Regions from separate parts of the Macaca mulatta genome. Here region 1 is linked to region 2. Evidence: chromatin contacts called from public Hi-C data. All regions are on one chromosome and are shown on one strand. The core of a region is the stretch at or near the end of the contact, and the rest is flanking DNA. Distances in the headings are between cores, read along the strand shown.

Evidence for each region. Hi-C and Micro-C count contacts between places; a contact is called where the count stands out from the background.
Region 1: a contact with region 2 is called in a Hi-C map of fetal cortex germinal zone, with 2.1 times the contacts expected there. The contact joins the promoter of ATP5ME here to the promoter of PIGG in region 2. A contact is called at or near these places in 2 of 14 Hi-C or Micro-C datasets (CD4 T cells and fetal cortex germinal zone).

Annotation. Positions count from the first base shown.
Region 1 is chr5:736,800-742,080 of T2T-MMU8v2.0, forward strand. ATP5ME (ATP synthase membrane subunit e) reads right to left here and starts at 1,449. Exons shown (of 3, transcript XM_078002853.1): 1 at 1,292-1,449; 2 at 372-470. The coding sequence starts at 1,430. MYL5 (myosin light chain 5) reads left to right here and starts at 1,457. Exons shown (of 8, transcript XM_078002849.1): 1 at 1,457-1,776; 2 at 3,192-3,333.
Region 2 is chr5:561,282-566,998 of T2T-MMU8v2.0, forward strand. PIGG (phosphatidylinositol glycan anchor biosynthesis class G) reads left to right here and starts at 3,652. Exons shown (of 12, transcript XR_013417624.1): 1 at 3,652-4,027; 2 at 5,197-5,402. All of the region lies in intron 1 of LOC144341060 (a long non-coding RNA gene), which reads right to left.

The DNA of each region.
Region 1 (5,281 bases), core at 199-2,698, 170 kb after region 2:
AAATGGAGTTTCACCATCTTGCCCAGGCTGGTCTCGAACTCCTGAACTCAGGCAGTCTGCCTGTCTCGGCCTCCCAAAGTGCTAGGATTACAGGCATGAGCCACCACACCCAGCCATGCCCAGCTAATTTTTGTAGAGACAGGGTTTTACCATGTTGGTCAGGCTGGTCTTGAACTCCTGACCTCAGGTGATCTGCCCGCCTCGGCCTCCCAAAATGCTGGGATCACAGGCATGAGCCACCATGCCTGGCCAGCTTCCCTGTTTTTAAACAATCCACATCTACTTAGCTCTGCTTGAATGTCCTTCTCCATTTTCCTTATCCCTGCACAAACCTGGGAGGGACAATCTATAAGAGCTAGTGTCACACGTACCTTCTGCCAATTCTCTGGCAATCCGTTTCAGTTCATCCTGCCTCTTCTTCTCCTCTGCTTCTATCCTCCTCTCCTCTTCTGCCCGAGGTTTTAGGTAATCTGTTTGGGGGAATGCAGGGGAATAAACTTCACTGGAAATGCTGCATAAAAGGAACTGAGTCCACAGGTCAAGGTATCTTCAGCGACGCTGTGAACCAGAAGCACCTGCTGTCCCCTCTCTTTATGTCAACGAGAGTCAACGCCTGACCTTCACCCTAAAGAGTCCAATCCAGAGGCTACAGGGTCCCTGCTGCCCACTCCCTCATGCACTGGCTCACTCGTCCTCTGTGAACAGGGGCTGCCTCCCGTCAGACCTCAGCACTCCAACACCCACTCAGCACCCGTTTTCAACAAGCAGCAGCCGTTTTCGAGTCCCCCGCCCGAGCCTCAGAGGCCTGAGCTTTGGGTGAGCTGTTTCCACTCTAGGGGTCCCGCTCGGTGGAGGACACGGTCTGCCTCGCATGAGTCCCAGCCCCACTTCCAGAGCTGGAGTTCACCAAATGGCAGATGAAGAACTTCACAGGAAAGCCGAGCAGATCCCGCCCCGGCCCCGGGTCCGCCCGCGGTCACTCACTGTAGCGCGTGGCTCCGTAGGCCATACCGAGGAACAGGGCGGAGTAGCGGCCGAGCTGCGAGAGAGGTTGATCAGAGGCGGCGGGAAACCGGACTCGCGGGATGGGGGTCGCGGGAGGAGAGGGGATGGGGTCGCCGGGCAGAGATCGCAGGAGGGGTGGGGGACGGGTCGCCGGGCGAGGGTCGCCGGGCGGGGATCATGGGGGCGGGGGGCGGGGGGCGGGGGTCGCAGCCCGCGGGGTGGGAGCTGCGGGGCGGGACACGGAGGGGCCCAGAGCACTGCTCGGCGGCTGCAAAGCCTGGATCACCTTGATGAGCGGAGAGACCTCCACCGGCGGCACCATCTTGTCCCTGACCTCCGCACCGGAAGCACAACCCGCGGTCGGAGGCGGACGCCGCACAAGCCCGCAAAGCCTTGGAGGCAAAGGCGGAGCTGGACGGACGCATGCGCTGTCAGCAGCGAGAGAGCGGGGCAGGGGGGCGGGGCGCGCCTCCTGGTGGCTGGAGGGTGACTGCGCACTCCCGGGCCGTGGTGACGTCACGTGATGCGCACGCGCACAAGGGCCGGGGCGTGCGCGGATGACCACCGGCTGCGCCCGCGGGGTTGCTTCGTGAGGCGGTGTCAGCGCCGAGTGGGCCGGGGGTTTCTTTTCGCCGCAGGGCTTGGGCCCGGCTGTCTCCCCGCGCCGCTGCTGAGGTCCTGTCGTGCGCGTCCTGGCCGTGTGTCCACACCCCAGACTGCGGACTGAGGCGCACTCGGTCTTCTTGCGGCGCGGAGCGTCCGGGACCTGAGGTCAGGGCGGCTCGGGCGGGTCCAGCCCCGCGGTCCGTGCCCACCTGAGGGCGGCCTGGGCAGGGACCTGGGGGTCCTGGGAGCGGAGTGTGAGCCAAGTGCAGGTGGCTCCCCGGGCAGGTCCTTCCCCTACAGGGCAGTGACCCTCTGGCCAGTGTCTGTCGCCGGCCGGGCCGCGCTGGACTCCGCAGCCCGCGGTAGCATGGCCTCCAGGCCGCTCTGCCTGTGGCTGCTCTGCCTGGGGGCACCGGACGCCCTTCCCGCCGGAGCTGGAGCTTCCTCACCCCAGGATCTCCCATCACTTCCGTCCCGAGGAGGGGCTGGGATCTTCTTGGGAAGACCAGCCCCCAACAGAGGCTGCTCCCTGGGTCCCCCGACTCCAGCCTTCAGGACTCCACAGCTCCAAGGGCCCGCCCCGGCCCAGGCCTGGGGACCACTGAGCCCCTCACTGGTCTTTGCTGGCCTCTGTCCACCTCCCAGTAGCTGTGTGTCTCCCACAGCTGCCCAGAGATAGGGCCTGCGGTGCCCATGTAGCCTCCCCGCTGTACCCGGGGTGCTGACCTGGCAGCCCCATGGACACCAGGCCTGGAGTCTGGGCAGGAGCCTTGCCCCTCCCACGTTCTGGATCTTCCTGGCAGCAGCCATGCTGTCCGTGTTAGGCCATCTGCGGGCCCCCTTTGGCCCCATGCAGTAGTGACGCAAGGCCTCCTGTGTCCCCTCTCCTGGCCCTGCACTGCTACGGGCAGAAGCAACTGGAGAACTATGGCTCGGGCCTCGCTAAGGTGCAGCATCACAAACTCCAGGACTCCTGAAGCGGGCATGGGGAGGACCACAATCCTGGCGACCTGGGCTGCCTGCCCAGGCCTGAGCCACCTCTACCTTCTCTCCTGGCTTGTTCTGGGGTCCAGGGCCTGGGCCTCTCTGGCTGAGAAACTGGGAAGCCACTGGGCTCTGTTTCCTGGGCTGGGTATACCAAGACCAATCCTATAGGGCAGGGGTTCCCAGCCCCCAGCCACAGACCAGTACCAGCTGGTGGCCTGTTAGGAACCAGGCAGCACAGGATAAGGTGAGGGAGCATTGAGGGAGCATGACCGCCTGAGCTCCACCCACTGCCAGGTCAGCCTGGGCATCAGATTCCCACAGGAGCATGAACCGTACTGTGAGCTGCGCACTTGGATCTGGATTGCGCTCTCCCTGTGAGAATCTAATGCCTGATGAACTAAGGTGGGACAGTTTCATCCCGAAACCTTCCTCCCCAACACGGAAAAATTGTCCTCCATGAAACCTGTCCCAAGTGCCAAAAAGGTTGGGGACTTGCTGTGGGGCCACCCTGATCTTTTCTCCAGCTTCTGTGAGGTTGACCTGCAGGCCCTGAAGACTCCTGCCTGAGGCCTCTGCCTGAACCCTGTCCTCAGGGGGCCAGAAGCAAGCCCCAGCTCTCCCCAGACCTCCTATTGCTTGCTGAGGAAGCCGCAGGTGCACACTGGATCCGCCAGGCACAGAAGCATTCTGGCCCTCAGCAAAGCCCCCACCTTCCGCCAGGGCAGACGGCCTCGGGTGACCACGGGTGGTTTCCCTTCACTGGATTTTAAAATAAACCAGAGTCCTCAGCAACTCCTGCTTCCAGAATCAAAAATAAGTGTCTCTGGGGCCCAAGGTGGGGGGTGAGGGGGACATACCAGCAGCTTCCACCGGAGGTGGGGTGGGGCAGGGCAGGGCACCAGCAGGGAAAACACTCGGGCAAACACATACCGCCCAGGGAAGACCCCCTGAAGCCGGTGGAGACCTGCCTTTGCTCAGGGCCTTTCCTGAGAGCTCAGTGGTGGGAAGGGTCCCACCTGGCTCAAGACATGGCCTGTCGGGGCCTCTGCAGCTGTCGGGTCAGCTGTGGGTGCAGAAGCTGATAGTCCCCCAGCTCAGGCTCTGCTGCTATCTTTAGTGCTGTGCTCAGACTCCAGTGGCCTGGGAACCCTCTGCAGGGAGCTCTGCAGCCCTTCTCACATTCCTGGTGGCCTCGGGGGGCCTCCCAACCATGCTTCCCCTTTCGGTGTGGTTCTCACTCCTGCAGCCCAGCAATACCCCTTCAGGGTCATACCCAGACCCCACTGGACTAGCAGCAGGGGATGCCCTGGCCCTTGTTCCCAGCCCCAGGTTCCCACATCTGGTCACCTGGCCCCTTGCAGTCGGCCCCAGGTCCCTCCTGGGCAGGTCATGCCTCCCAGGGACCTCGAGCTCGAGCGTCAGTGCTGCATAGAGACCGTTGGACCTGGGGATGGAACCAGGCAGCATCTCAGGGGATGCCAACTGTAACCATGTGTCCCTCAGAGGGTAGGACCTCTGCTCAAAAGACACACAAGTGGCACCTGTCTTTTTAGCTTTGCAGACACAATGGTGCCCCCAGGGGATTCCACCCCACTGCTGTGGCTGCATACACTTACTCCCACCCCCGCCCCTGCAGCACCGAGGGGCAGCTGCCTCCCACCCAGACGCAGGCCTGGGGGGCTCCAAGAGCTAGTTCTCCACTCAGCCTGCAGGCCTCCTCTTTGATCCTGCTTGGCCTGCAGACCCTCCTCCCACCCCTTGAACCAGGGCATCTGGATTGACTCTGTGGTGGCCTCCGATATCTGGCACCACCAACAGACCCCAGGCCAGGTCCCTTCCCCAGACTCTGCCCTTGAGGCCATGGTATAGGGGGTAAGACCAGGCTCAGGGCCCTGGAGTCCCCTCCCAGGCCATCTGAGCAGCTTGGCCACCTCCGTGGCTCCTCCATCCCAGAAATGTCATCACCCATGGGCCAGGCAAGGAGGTCCCAGCCATGAGGTCAGACCGGGTGGTCCCAGGGCCAAGGCTATGGACTGACTTTTCTGTCACTGAGGCAGGGAAGGGCGTAAACACCCCTGACACACAGAGTGCTTGGCAGAAGCCTGGTGACCAGCTGCAGTCACCCACAGCAGCTTGGTGCAAATCCAGAAAAGATACCCCTTCCTCTGGCTCCTGCAGTTCCAGGGTGCCCAGGCCCCAGGCAAGAGCTCGTGCAGGTGGCCCTGGTGACACACAGCATCGTTGGGAGAACTAAGCCTCCCCGCGGGTGGGGGACACGTGGGGTAGGAGGTGGTCCTGGCCAGAGGTGCCTGGGGAGGCTGGGGGCCTTGCAGGGTGGGGCATGGCAAGGGTGTGAGTCACTGCTGGGCTGCCAAAGCTCACTCTGCAGTTGTCCAGTTCCCTGGGGTAGCCCCAAACCTGTCCTTGTAGGGAGTGGCAGCCGGAGTCTGAGCTGTCCTGGGGGACCAAGTGGGAGCTTAAGATGGGCAAGACCTGAGGCCCTGGGCAGACGCATCAAAGCAGGCAGAACCCTGGGCAGACGCATCGAAGCAGGCAGAAGCAGGCATGGTGAGCAGGCCACTGTGCATGCCTGGGGTAGGCATGTGGGTATGAGCTGTGCCGTGCGTGTGTACATGTGCACAGAAAAGAGCATGGGCATGTCTGTGCATGCCTGTGAGTGCAG
Region 2 (5,717 bases), core at 2,402-4,901:
CTTTAGTAGATACCTTCTCAGGGTGGATAGACGCCTTCCCCACTACGGGGGAAAGTGCATCCATTGTGGCTACCATAATTATAGAACAAATCATACCACGCTTTGGGCTTCCCCAATCAATCCAATCTGCTAATGGTCCGGCCTTCATTTCCAGAGTAATCCAACTGGTGGCGGATTCTCTCAGCATTACCTGGAAGCTACATGTTCCATAACATCCCCAGTCATCTGGAAAGGCTGAGTGGGCCAATGGACTCATCAAGCAACAACTAACCAAACTCTCCATAGAGACACATCAATCGTGGGTAACCCTACTTCCCCTTGCCCTTACCAGACTATGGGCGACACCTAGAAGCCCTACAGGCCTCAGCCCATTTGAACTAGTTTACGAGGGCCCTCTTGCATTACGAGAACTTCCTATTCTTCCCACACCGCTGGCACCCTACTTGCCCTATCTCTCTCTCTTAAGACAATTACTTAGAGAACACACCGAAAAGTCACTTCCCCCACCTACACAAGGAAATCCAGACACCCCCTTGGCCCTTTCTCCAGGTGATCAGGTTCTACTCAAGGATCTACATGCAAAGGGCCTTACTCCTAGGTGGAAAGGCCCATACACAGTAATTCTCACCACTTCTACAGCAGCCAAGCTTCTAGGTCTCGGTTCCTGGGTCCATATTACCCAGTTGAAGAGAGCCCAGCCCCCTCAGGCTAAGTGGCAGTCCACCCAACTGTCACCCACCCGTCTAAAAATAACCAAGACAGAAACAAGTTAGATGAGCCACACCCTCCTCAAATTTTTCCGTTTCCTCACTATTCTTCATCTTAACTTAACTGACTTTTCCCTCATAAACCCCATAGATACCCTCCTTCCCGACCCATCCCCCAACCAGTGGGTCTCCCGACTTTTCACTCTCATAGAAGACCTAGTTTGGCAGGGTGCCCTTTGTGATTTCAGCAATGTCGAACTTACCCTCTACACCTTCGTTACCATTATTATGGTTTACTCTAATTCCCCTAGTTACTCCTACTAATCCTAAGTTTATATGGAGATTCTCTACAACTGAAATCTGGTCTACAAACAACCAGGTACACTCAGCCATGCAAGGCACTGCAGATTGCTCCCCCCAGGGCTATCAAGCTGCCCTCTCCCTTAAATTTGACCTAGGTTCCGTCGGCAACTATGACCGCCCAGTCATATGTTTCTTGTACGACCAAACTGAATATAATTGTAAAAATTACTGGCAAGAAACCAACCTGGGGTGTCCATACAACTATTGCAACATCCATGAGTTGGCCCCACTGTGTGAGAATGGTTATTGTACCCCCAAAGATCGACCTTTTACAAGAAATTTAACATCAGGCAAATATACTCTTCATATTAAGGATCCCTGGGACCCCTGGTGGGCCCAGGGAGTTAAAGGTGGACTATATGCATCATCTGTTTCCTCATATCCCACCACAATCATCCAGGTAGAGAGTATACGTACAGCAAGTACATCTCCCTAAAGGTGTACAGGCCCTACAAAATTTACAAAATTTAACCTCAGCCATAAAATCTCATGAACAAAAACTACAAAAACAGTTAAGCCCCCTTAACAATGAGGACCCATTACCCCCTAACAATGAGGACCCATTCTCATGGTTGACACTTATTCGCCACGGACTTAACTTGACACAGGCAGTTGGACTGAAAAACCTCTCCCACTGCTTCCTCTGCGCTGCACTCGGGAAACCTCCCTTAGTGGCGGTCCCTCTACCAGCCGCTTTCAATATCACCACCAACCCTACCAGCTCCTCTCAAGCAACATCCTTACCTCAAGTCTCATTATACCATGATCCAGAAAGTCAAACCCTTCCTTTCTGCTACTCTACTCCCAACCCTTCGTGGTGTAATCATACCCAAGCTCCCAGCGGGACCCAGATGGCTCCTGTTGGCGGCTACTTCTGGTGTGACCAAACTTTATCTAAAACTCTTTTATTTTTTATTTTTTATTTTTTTTGAGACGGAGTCTCGCTCTGTCGCCCAGGCTGGAGTACAGTGGCCGGATCTCAGCTCACTGCAAGCTCCGCCTCCCGGGTTTAGCCATTCTCCTGCCTCAGCCTCCCGAGTAGCTGGGACTACAGGCGCCCGCCACTTCGCCCGGCCAGTTTTTTGTATTTTTTAGTAGAGAGGGGTTTCACCGTGTTAGCCAGGATGGTCTCGATCTCCTGACCTCGTGATTCGCCTGTCTCGGCCTCCCAAAGTGCTGGGATTACAGGCTTGAGCCACCGCGCCTGGCCTTATCTAAAACTCTTAACCACACCTCCATCACCCAATCCCTTTGTGTTCCGGTGTCTTTAGTGCCTACTTTAACCCTATATGGCGAAGGAGAATTGTCCGAGCTAGCTTCCCAGCTTACCACTTCCAGCAATAAAATCCAAAAACGGGCCATTTTTCTTCCCTTAGTTATCGGGGTTTCCCTAGCATCGTCCCTAGTAGCCTCAGGACTTGGAACAGGGGCCCTCACCCACTCGATTCAATCCACACAGACCCTCTCCACTCAGGTCCAAGCAGCCATAGAGGCTTCAGCTGAAAGCCTAGCCTCTTTACAACGTCAAATCACCTCAGTAGCCCAGGTAGCAGCACAAAATAGGCGGGCATTAGATCTTCTTACTGGTGAAAAAGGAGGAGCATGCCTCTCCCTAGGAGAGGAGTGTTGCTACTACATAAATGGATTAGGCCTGGTTGACACCAACGTCCAAACGTTAAACAAAATCAAAAAGGAGCTTCAACAATTTAATGCCCCCTTAAATTGTTGGTATCACTGCTGCCTGTAGTACAGCAGATGCTTCCATTCCTAATTCCCATACTAATCCTCTGTCTTATGTTATGCTTTGCTCCCATTCTAATAAAATTTCTCCGAGCTAGGGTCCAAGAAATCACCCAGTCACCTTCAACCAAATGCTCCTGCATCCCTACACCCAACTGCCAACCTCAGACCCTAACTACGCCCCTTAACAGCAGGAAGCAGCCAGACTGACAATGGCGCCCCAAATTCCTACAATTAATAAGAGGTTAGACTGTTTGGGTGAGGGAGAAGGGACCAAAATGGAGGAAGGTGAACAACATGGCACAGTCCCGATTGCTTCCGTGTTGTTCATCACCAACTTTCCCGCGCCCAGAAAGTGCAGGGCAACGGAGCGTCGGCCAGGTGACCTCAATCCGAAGAAATCAAACTTACCCGCCCACGCCTACTGAGACGCCCCTATCACGCCCTTATCCCGCCCACTGCCCTCCCCCTTCCAGTATCAATGCATAAAAGTTCCCCAGCAGAGGCCGGTGGGCTTCTCTGGCCCCATACCTGAGGACTGGAGAACCTACCCCAAGAGTGTGTGCATATTTGCAATAAAAGGCTGCTGCTTTCTTATGTACTTTGGCCTGTTTAATTATTTAGCTCTCCTAAATTAAATTAAGACAACAATATATATTTATCTGAACATCAAATCGTGCCCATAAATATGTGCCTTTACAATGTGTCCATTAAAAAATAAAATTTTCAAATAAACTTTTTTTTTTTTTTTGTGAGGCGGAGTCTCGCTCTGTCGCCCAGGCTGGAGTGCAGTGGCCCGATCTGGGCTCACTGCAAGCTCCACCTCCTGGGTTCACGCCATTCTCCCGCCTCAGCCTCCTGAGTAGCTGGGACTACAGGCGCCCGCCACCGCGCCCGGCTAATTTTTTGTAGTTTCACCATGTTAGCCAGGAAGGTCTCCATCTCTTGACCTCGTGAATCCGCCCGCATCGGCCTCCCAAGGTGCTGGGATTACAGGCGTGAGCCACTGAGCCCGGCTTTCCAAATTGAAAAAATTCTAAAACCTTGTACCTCGCAGTGGGCTGCGCCCACCGCGGACTCGCAGGGAAGGCCGCCGCAGAGAGCCTGGATCACCGCCCGCCGGGCGTATTTCCAGCGTGACGCCGCTTTGGCGCGCCGGCGAAAGTGACGCGCCACTGTGGCCCGCCGGCGGACGTGACGCCACTGTGGCTGCGACGGTAAGGCCTGGCGTTCTTGCTTAGAGACGGCTACCTGGAGCCGGAAGCGCGGGTGCAGCAGGGCGAAGCTCCAGGTGGGGTCGGTTCCGCATCCTGCCTGGCGTGTCCACGATGCGGCTGGGCTCCGGGACTTTCGCTACCTGTTGCGTAGCGATCGAGGTGCTAGGGATCGCAGTCTTCCTTCGGGGATTCTTTCCGGCTCCCGTTCGTTCCTCTGCGAGGGCGGTACACGGAGCAGAGCCCCCAGCGCCCGAACCCTCGGCTGGTACGGACCCCTCCCCAGCATCTCCGCTCCCCTGACCCCACATCCCCTAGAAGACCCTTTTTCTGAGCGTCACTGCTCGGATTTCTTCTCGGCGCTCCCCGGTGGTCTCCCGTTATGGTCCCCACCCCAGAATTTTTTTTTTTTTAACCGCTCCAGCGTCTCTTTTCTGTATTCTTACAACTTTGTGGCAACCACCTCTACTGGCCCCACTTCGACCTTCCTTCCTGATCACCACAAAGTAAGCTGTGTCCATACCTGGGATCCGGCCTCTCCAGCTCTACTCGTCCAGAGCCCCCGCCCCTCTCCTGAGGAGCCTTTGGGTCACTGCCTGTTCCAGGCGCCCTTTTTGCCCCCTAGCACACTACAGATAAGACCCCTGCCGATCCCTTCGCGTTTGGGTCTCTTACGTTCCTCCAAGGTGTTTTCCCTGCCTAGTGGCTAAGGCCTTTCTGCGTTAGGCCCCTTCCTAGTCTTCATCTACCCAGCCATATACAGCAAGTAAAGGAGCCCTGGTTCTGGACCACGTGCACACACCAGCCGCTGACCGCGAAACGCAGTATATAAACACCCAGCCATCCCATTCTTGCAGCTCTGGGTTTTAGGTCAAGCTCCCTAAATGTCCCATCCCAGGACGCTTACGTAGGGATTCCCCTGCCCTGGTACTCCTCACTATACTAAGGATAATTAACTGCTTACTACTGTGGGTCCCTGAGATTACTCCTATTAACCCCCGTCCATTCCCGGCAGCACTACCTACCAAGTAGAAGTCTCCTCCTTTTGGGTTGGGTTATATAGATATGGCAGGATATGTGCTGGAGAAGTAGGTAGAAGCTAGATTGTGGAGGTGCTTGAATGCTTAGGAAAGTTCAAAGTTCAATTTCCTTTTTTTCTTTCAAACACTTAGGAGCCAGTTCTAACTGGACCACGCTGCCATCACCTCTCTTCAGTAAAGTTGTTATTGTTCTGATAGATGCCTTGAGAGATGATTTTGTGTTTGGATCAAAGGGTGTGAAATTTATGCCCTACACAACTTATCTTGTGGAAAAAGGAGCATCTCACAGTTTTGTGGCTGAAGCAAAGCCACCTACAGTTACTATGCCTCGAATCAAGGTAAGTTGGCCTTAATGTTTTAATGAATCATGGTTTGGCTCTTTTGAAGATTTAAAGGGGGCCTCTGTAGTCTTTCGCTTGGAGTTGCAATTTTAAGAAAGTGGAAATTTTGTGCTATCAGTTGGCTGGGGCAATAGAACGCTGAGGGAGCCTCACACAGGACGGAACTGAGACCCATGATTTGTGCCTCTTGTCAAGTAGCCAAAACTCATGCTTCACGGGAAGTATAAAAGATTTATAGGCCGGGCCTGGTGGCTCAAGCCTGTAATCCCAGCACTTTGGGAGGCCGAGACGGGCGGATCATGAGGTCAGGAG